Linked DNA regions of Gossypium hirsutum: region 2 is linked to region 1. The links are chromatin contacts, called in public Hi-C maps. All regions are on one chromosome and are shown on one strand. The core of a region is the stretch at or near the end of the contact, and the rest is flanking DNA. Distances in the headings are between cores, read along the strand shown.

What was found. Hi-C and Micro-C count contacts between places; a contact is called where the count stands out from the background.
Region 2: a contact with region 1 is called in a Hi-C map of leaf, with 3 times the contacts expected there. The contact joins the promoter of LOC107887374 here to the enhancer-like site in region 1. A contact is called at or near these places in 16 of 34 Hi-C or Micro-C datasets (anther, callus, fibers and 3 more).

Annotation. Positions count from the first base shown.
Region 1 is chrA03:67,046,096-67,050,441 of Gossypium_hirsutum_v2.1, forward strand. No RefSeq gene overlaps it. Among protein-coding and RNA genes, the nearest start is that of LOC121225762, 15 kb to the right of the region's middle. Within about 2 kb of position 2,071, at least 4 of the 9 cell types and tissues checked have an H3K27ac peak or open chromatin away from gene starts, as enhancers often do. A contact at or near this core is called in fibers, hypocotyl and leaf, where this site is marked.
Region 2 is chrA03:67,148,429-67,152,850 of Gossypium_hirsutum_v2.1, forward strand. It overlaps LOC107887374 (NAC transcription factor 29-like), which reads right to left and starts at 1,849. Exons shown (of 3, transcript NM_001326739.1): 1 at 1,684-1,849; 2 at 1,294-1,574; 3 at 781-1,194. The coding sequence starts at 1,849. The coding sequence ends at 781.

The DNA.
Region 1 (4,346 bases), core at 821-3,320:
ATTGCTGATTTTTTAATTTCCATAAGAAAGAAGTTATGATTGAATATAAGAATAAAAATATTTTAAGTTACTAAAAATTAGTGCATTAAAATGATATAGAAAAGGAAATTCTCCATTCAGAATCTATCAAGAATGAAATCATAGCACTAGTTGTGATATTAATCTTAAATTTCACAATTTACTTTAAGAAAAGTTGTATATCAAGAGTTAGGAGGGGTATTGGTCATGATTGTTCTTGGTCGTTTTGTCATAATGAATCAGAGGACATTTTTTTTATATGATTAGAGACTGAGGTTTGGACACAGATGGTGCCTACAAATAAACAGTGTAATATCTTTTCCATGGATTTATTCTAATGGTTGGGATTTAATTTAAATAATCATGTACGGATGCTAAGTATGAGTGTTAGTTGGACATATCTATTAGGTTAATTGTTTGGCGTATTTAAAAAACATTTTTTTTTATTTTTCAAGGTTCGAATTGGAATGTTTTTGAGATTGTTAAAACCTCCGTTAGTTGGGCAAAATAATATGTTTTGGCCAATAAGAGGACTTCCATCAGGAAGCATGAAATTGGTCTCAATTTATCCATTTTGAAGAGTTGTGTTTCTTACATTTTGATTGGGCGGTTAAGCACGGAGTAAGACTTTCTTTTGTAAGGGGAGTGTTGAAAGATCAAAATAAAGAATAGATCCTTAGATATAACTATTATTTGAGGGAATGTTCAGTGTTTGATGCATAATTATGGAGGATTTTGAATGGTTCGGTTCCATGTCAGAAGCAAGGTTTGAAAAGAGTGGTGATACACACTGATAGCTTAGAGGTGATTATAGCCATTTAAGATCAGAATTTGATTGGCTCAAATTCAACCTAAGGCAAGAAGTTCTCAAGTTTTACATGGTTTTGGGAAATGACGTGTATAACATGGTCCTAAAAAAGATAATAAAAATACGGATTTTTTAGCCAAAATGTCTTCTGCCTGGAAGGAAGGTATTCAGGTGTTCGATGAGGTGTCTCCAAAGGTGATAGATGCTTTGAATGTTGATACAACTAATTTCAGTTATTTACTTAGTACTTTGATGTAATTGTTTGGTTTTTTTCACTAAAAAAAACCAATTAGTAATTAACTATAAAAAATAACTATATTTTCACTGTCAAAAGAACTTAAAATGCAAAATTATCCTAAATTTGACATTTATAGAAAATAAAGTCTATAAGTAATTAACTATCAAATGCGCCTAAAATACATTTATCCTAAAAAAATTAATCACCAACGTTTAATCTTTATTAATTCACTCCACCCATACCTGATTTTTATTTGTTCTTTTACCTGTTTGCTTGCCCATTTCATTTTCACCTTTTGGTTGGGAAACCCAATCCTGTTCAGTCTACCGCCCAAATTCAGGATTTTGATTCTCTGCAACTGCAACTAAAAGTCAAGTGAAATAATCATGCCAATTTTTTTTTCTATTCTGATTTGACTCAACAACCTAACTAATAGTAACCCTTTTGAGATCATTGGTAATATTTTTCAAATTATGAATTACCCCATGGTTGAAAACATGTATTTGTTTTCTTTATTGCAATTAAGTCCATGTTGTATTTAAAATCGGCTCTAATAGTGTTAGTCTGTTTATTTTTAGTGCAATGTATTTAATTATTTTTTTATTCCACTCTATAATATCATTAAATATTTAATTTTATTATCATTATTATTTTATATTAATCATAAATAAATATATCATCTATCCAAGGAGACCCTAAAGCGAATTATCCCAAGTCTCAATTTAGCTTCATTTTTACACCTTTAAAACAAAATATTCAAATTAAAGAGTGAGCAAGAGCAACAGATATTAAATAAGATTTAAGTGTTAGTGTTAGTGCTGTCATTTTCACTCAATTAATTGGAATTCATTTTGGGACAGAGAATAAGGTTTTAAGAATTGTTTAATGGAGAAAAAGGTAATCCCGCCATGCAAAAGACCTGTAATGAGTCAGACAAGAACCACTCCCCAATATCTGATGCACTTTGCGGTCAGGAGCGTGAACCTCAATCTCCCAACAATATATTATTATTTCTTTTCGAAAAAAAGTTAGCTGCGGAGTCATGCTGCTGTCTGTTATTGCTGACCACACCACAAATGTGTGTTGCAGAAATACTAGTTAAAAAGCTAAACCATAGAATCCCATGTTATTGGAGGAGCCACTCGCTTGGGCAAGGCGTGGATTCATGGCATCCCATGCCATGCCCGTGATCGATGGAGTCTTTGCCTGGAAAAGAGTGATAGTTTGAATCTTTTGGACTAGATATGCTCCCTTGCCAAATCTCTCCACTACTCTTCTAACCAAGCTACCCCTGGCCCTAACTACCTATGCATTCTTTAAAGACACAATTTTGGAGCGTACCTTACCAACTGCTCTAAAACCATTTCTAACGACCCAAACACAACCTTCTGGTTTGTCTTTAACTTTTACAGGGTTTCAAAGATTATATCCATGGTTAAAAGTAAAATGGAACTCTTGTATATCTTGTATTATATTTTGTTCCCATTATTAAAAAGATATTAGTAATTTATTTTATGTGTTAGATTAAAGAGTAAAATGATTATTTTATTAAATTTTTTTATTTATTTCTATTATTAAATATTAATATAACTGATGGAGTAACTTAAGAGTGAGTAACTCATATTGATATGAAGGGACTAATTCAAGCAAAACAAATAAAATTTTTAACAGGTAAAATGAATGAAAATTTTAATGTGAAAGGACTAATTCAAGCAATCAAAGTAGAGAACCAAAGCAGATATTATTTCCTTTTTTTTAGTAGGATCTTACTTAACAATATAATTAATAGAATTTTTAATGGGAGTATCAATTTAATCTTTAATTTAATTTATACAGATTAATTTACTAAATTTTTTAAATAAAAAATAAAAGTTTTAGTATAAAAAGATGGGTTGTTGAGGGAATTTAAAGTTGAATGAGGAGGGTTGGATGAATTGTGGATTAATTTTGGAGAATGTGGCTGCCGACACCAAAGCTTTTCCACGGCATTCTATTTTTACTCTGTTGGTTTCTTTTAAAAAATTACATTGATGAATGGTGTGAAAAGGTCGAGGATTTTTGCTTTTGTTGGCAACCAATCAATAAGCCACTAACATCCCACGTTAAAGGAAACAAACGCACGCAGCTACTTTTAATATTTTAAATTTTTCCCTCGTAGAAAAACCAAGTCATAGATAGGAGGAGGAATTTGCGAGAGCCACCCACATTTAAACTTAAACAAAACTCAGCATTACTATCAACATCACAAACAATAATTATTTATTATCATAAAAATATTTAGTTACAGCTTATTAGACTTCAGTTAATAAATAAAGTATGTATAGATAGATATTCTATTAACTAATTTTTAGATAGATTCATTAAAAATTAAAGTTAATATGTAAATATTATATATTAGAGTTATGATTTTTAAATTATAAATACTATCTTTTCTGATATCTTAAAAGAAAAAACAAAAGCTACTTTCTTTGTGTTAATTTAGAAGATCAAAATCATAACATTTCAATGAATTCAAGTATATTTTCGCATTGAGTATTATTTTAATTTTTTATTCTTAATAATTTGACATGACTAATCTTAATTTAAATTTTATATCAAAATTACTTTTTTTTTTTTCTTTTTTTATTGGAATCTCATTTCTTTGTGTTTTTGATAATCTGATATAATGCTTGTACTCATTAGGTACAAATTCATAGATTGGGATTTTAGTTAATTATTTATAGGTATCCAAAGTTGTTGGCAACTTGGCTAAGTATACAACAAAGATGCTTAATAAATCAATGTTTTAACCACAGTGCAAAAATTATGCATCCGGCCTAAGCTGATTACATGGAAGAACAACTTTTTTTTCTTTTTAGTAAAATAGTAAATAAATTTGATCTTCTTTGTCTTCTACCTAACAAAAGAACAAAATCTTCTTTTGTCTGCTTTAAATGGCTAATAATTTTCAGCAGTGGATCGATCTCTAGTTTAATTACAGTATCCCTCTTGTGACTATAAATCACTAATCACCCAACTAATTATTTATCTTCCTCATCATATCTGTTTATATATTTTCACATCTATATGATTCAATGATGAAATTAATCTAACCCAACCAAGAAATATGTTGCATACTTCAACAAAATTTGAATTTATTACAAATTTTATTTTAGGGTAAACTACATCCAAGGTCACTAATTTATTAGTAAGTTTACGCTTTGGTCAATTAACTTCAAAAAGTTATAAAATAATCACTAAATTATTTAAAATTTTTTATTTAAGTTATTAAGTTATTAAAAA
Region 2 (4,422 bases), core at 599-3,098, 100 kb after region 1:
CTTCTTTCTTCGCATCATCATTAGCGTCATCTATGCTTACATTCCAAATAAACTTGCTATTTTTGTAAACGATAAACATTATAGTAAACAACATTCTACACGTTCAAATAGGGATTAATATGATATATTTAAGATTTTATGTTTAACTTTGAAGAAAAATTTTCAAGTAACGATGAGATTTATTTATTTTATATGGCCATTTGTTTATTTATTTATTTATTTTTTATAATTAGAGGAGAAGAATGAAGTTACTTTAGATCAAACTCAGATTCTAATGCCTACAACATAATTCTCTTGTCATTAAATAAGTATTATATAAGTATTATGGAATTTGTAATTCCTTTAACCGGGTACCAAATAATAATACTTTCCACATTAATTTAATTGCACTTGTTTTTGTTTTGTTTGTTCTGTTGGTGAAGCCTTATTTCAGTCTATAATAGAAAGCAAATAACCCAGGGATTCGTACGAACAGAGTTAGGTTAAAGGAATGGGTTGTATTAAAAATAAAACATGTAGCCATAATCATCTGATTTGTAAGACTGTTTATTGTTTTGATCATAATCAATCAATATCCATTTAATAAAAATAGAATTGGCTTTCAATTTGATCATCATCGTTTTTGTCTTTTTGCAAATTTCAAGCAAATCATATTACAAAATTCATCATTTTAAAATATCTAATCTATCAGCTAACAGTTTTTACACACACATTTCTTTTTTCTTGTGAATAGACCAATCCAAAATTTTGTCAAGGTGAAAACAGTTCAGTGGAGATCTATTACTGAAATTGATACAGCATGGGATTCATATATACTTGCTGGTTTAAGAACCCACTCTCATTCACTTGAAGCTTCCCTGAATCAGTGTATTGGTAAGGTATTTCTTGTAGCTGAAGTTTCTCAACATGGTCACCTGTGGTATTACTGTCTATGGTGTTAGGGAAATAGTCAAAGCTGGAATTGTATGTATTTTCACCCAAAAGTTGGGAAATTGGACCCATGTAATCCAATTCCAGTAGTTGAGGAATCGAACTATTTGTCCTTGGGAATTTCAACATTTGTTGGGTTTCACTAGCATCATTGGAACACTGTGTCATGTGAATTGGGGCATTTGATTCTTCCACTTGTTGATCCAAACCTCTTCCCCCTGGGTTCTTCTTCTTGTAGATTCTGCAGAGGACCCAATCATCCAGCTGAAATTGTAAAACAAGCCCTGTTTCCACTCAGTTTACTTCTATCATCACAACAATACTTGGAAATATTATTAATGACCAAAAAGAAGACAAACTTACTCTCATGGATCCATTTTGCTTGGTGATTTGTTTACGTGAATCATTTAACCGATATTCATGCATAATCCAGTCAGTCTTGAGTCCCTTTGGTGGCTTGCCCTTGTAGAACACAAGAGCTTTCTTCACTCCAACATATTTGGAACCACTATAAATGGCTTTGTCCGTGCCCGTAGCCTTCCAATACCCTGACACCGTCGCCCTATTCGGTCGAACCCCATTCGGGTACTTCCTATCTCGAGGGCTAAAGAAGTACCATTCCTTTTCACCAAACTCTGCTTTATCTTCAACATCATATGCAGAAATAAAAAATAAAAAATAAAAACAGTATAGTCAGTACTCAGCAGCATAGCATAATAAAATAAGGGAAAATAAATTTATAAATAGACTAACCAGGCAATTGCCATGGATCAAATTTGTAGATATCAACTTCTGGGATAATTGAAACAGGGCATGGCTTTGATTTGGCCTGGTTTTTAAGGTAGAAGGTGATCAATTCTTCATCTGTAGGGTGGAATCTGAAACCTGGAGGAAGGTCAGAGCTGGTTTTTGTTTCCATTCTATTCAAAAAGAAGAAAAAGGGGATTTGAAAAGAAAGATGGTTTAAGGGTGAAGAGGGGCATAGGAAAAGAAGGGTGTTTGAAATGTTTGCAAGGAGAGGGCTACGCCTTTTATGGTTGCAGTATTCTTGTCGTATTATTGTGCGGGAAAATGGAGTGTGATTGGGTGATGCCTTGACTTTGAAGGAATTTAAACATCGTAAGAAGATCAACTGCCACAACCGGTGAGAACGTGGACAACACGTGCCGCTCTATCTACACAATTCCTTCATTACGCGCTCTTCTGCCTGCCTGCCTTCTTTCTACCTTACCCAATCAAATAACGAAAAGTCTTGTATTTCCTTTGGGATAATTATCCAATGAGATACTTGCACTTTGTATATATCCAATAATTTATCACTTTTTTTTTATATAACTAACGCAAACTCTAAAATGTTTAACTGCAAAGAAAATGTTTTTTATTTATTTATAATAGTATACTAATTTATTAAATAAATGGATTAATTTAATTTGATTTTATAGTGGAGTGAGGAGAGTGAATATAAAAACAATTGGGGAATGAGTCATGCAAAGGTGGTATGGAAAGGAGTTAAAAGAGCGACACGTAGTAGTGGGAAAAGTGGTAGAGTAGGATAAGTATGGTATAAATTTTTTAAAGGAAAGAAAGGTAGACCAAGGGATGGGAACAAGTAAAATAAGAAGAAGATTGTGGTTCTTATCTTAGCCACCTCACTAAATGACCCCTTATTTCGTGCTAATCCTTTACATATAAATATATACTAATTATCAATTTCTATTTTATACGTAAGAATTTCAAAGATAGAAACACCACGTGGCAAGTTGACCTTCATTAAACAGACTTTTAGAGTTTTGAGGTATATTCCTTAATTATTACGATTTATTCGACATGATTGAGTTGTACATAAAAAAGGATTCAATTCCTAGCAAACCAGCACTCATGATATTTTTACTCACTAACAGTGAAAGAGAAAAATGGAAGAATATGAGAGAAAATCCGACATTTTGTTTTACAACAAGTAGGAGAAGATACCGCAAGTATTACAACATTTTGCTAAAAAGCCCGACTCATTAAAAATGGAAGAATATGAGAAAAAAATCCCACATTTTGTTTTATAGCAAGTATGGAGAAGATACCGCAAGTATTACAACATTTTCTAAAAAGCCCGAATCATTCCTTATTTAGCAATACGAATATTCAAAATTCAGGGTTTCTTTTAACGAATATCCCATTTTATATCATTTCTCAAAATAGCAGGGAGGGCTGGATCCCCCAAGCACTGTGTTTTGAGCATGCTACTTAGGGGATTAGACCCTCCTCCATTCTTTTTATTTTTTATTTTTAAAACACATCCAACCAACTAACTATATTATTCAACATCTTCATCTTATCTAAATTATTCTTTGAAAAACATACGACCAAGTGTGTCATCTACCTCTCCCCTTATCTTCAGTAACTAGGAATTTTAGATTGGAGGTCAAAACTTTTAAACAAATAAAAAAATTTATATAAATTAATGCATAATTTTAGTAGATTTTTTAAAAATATTTTTCTATTTATGTTAAACATTTAGAACAAATTTATTTAAGCCTTCAATATATAAAATTTTTCATGAAGTCAACATATCACTAGTAATTTTTTTCATAAAAATAAACATCACTTAAATACTTTTTAGTGTCATGAGAATACAACATACCGGATTTTCAAATACAAAATTTACAATAATTATAATAGCAACAATACATTCTAAATAAATAAAAAATACTAATTTTTTAATCAATCCTAATTTTTTTATGCTCCGTTCGAGAACTTGGATTTAGATTTTAATTATTATATAAATAGTAAGAATAAGATGCATATATTATAGTCAAATTAGTTGAAAATTAATCCAATATATATTAGAAAAATATAAAAACGTGGATTTGTCTTAATAAATAGACCTCTAGCAAATCTATGTTTATGAGAAATGATTATGAATGTTACATTTCTAAATAGTTTGCTAGTCAATTTACATTATTTTTTAAATCTAAATTCTGAAAACCTAGTTTCCAAACGCTACTTCAAGGGTTTGTATTAATCAATCCTAATTTCTTTAAGGATTTGTATTAATCATCTTCCAAAAACTATTATACATTCATGATGTTAGGAGTCTCATATAAAATAAATAATCTCAAAATCATTCAATAAATAATAAAAAAAAACTAAATCTTGCATAAAAAATTTAATCTATCATAAGAAAGTCACAATATTAATTTTTTAGATATTAATCAATAAAACATGAAAAGAAAAAGATGAGTTGTTACCAAATTTGAAGAGCAACATGAAAGTATTGAAAGATTGAAAAATTATCTTGTAAAAATTCTAGAGACTAAGAGAATAAAAAAATAGAGAAAAAAGTGATGAATATGGGAAGAAAATAAAAGAAATTGTTGGGTTTTAGTAGCTCAGAGAGAGATGTTTATTTTTATATTAAATCATTTATTTTATAAAATAACTCTTTTTTTAAAAAATTGTGGGCCTTTTTCAATTTTTTGTGGGATCCTTTTTAAATTT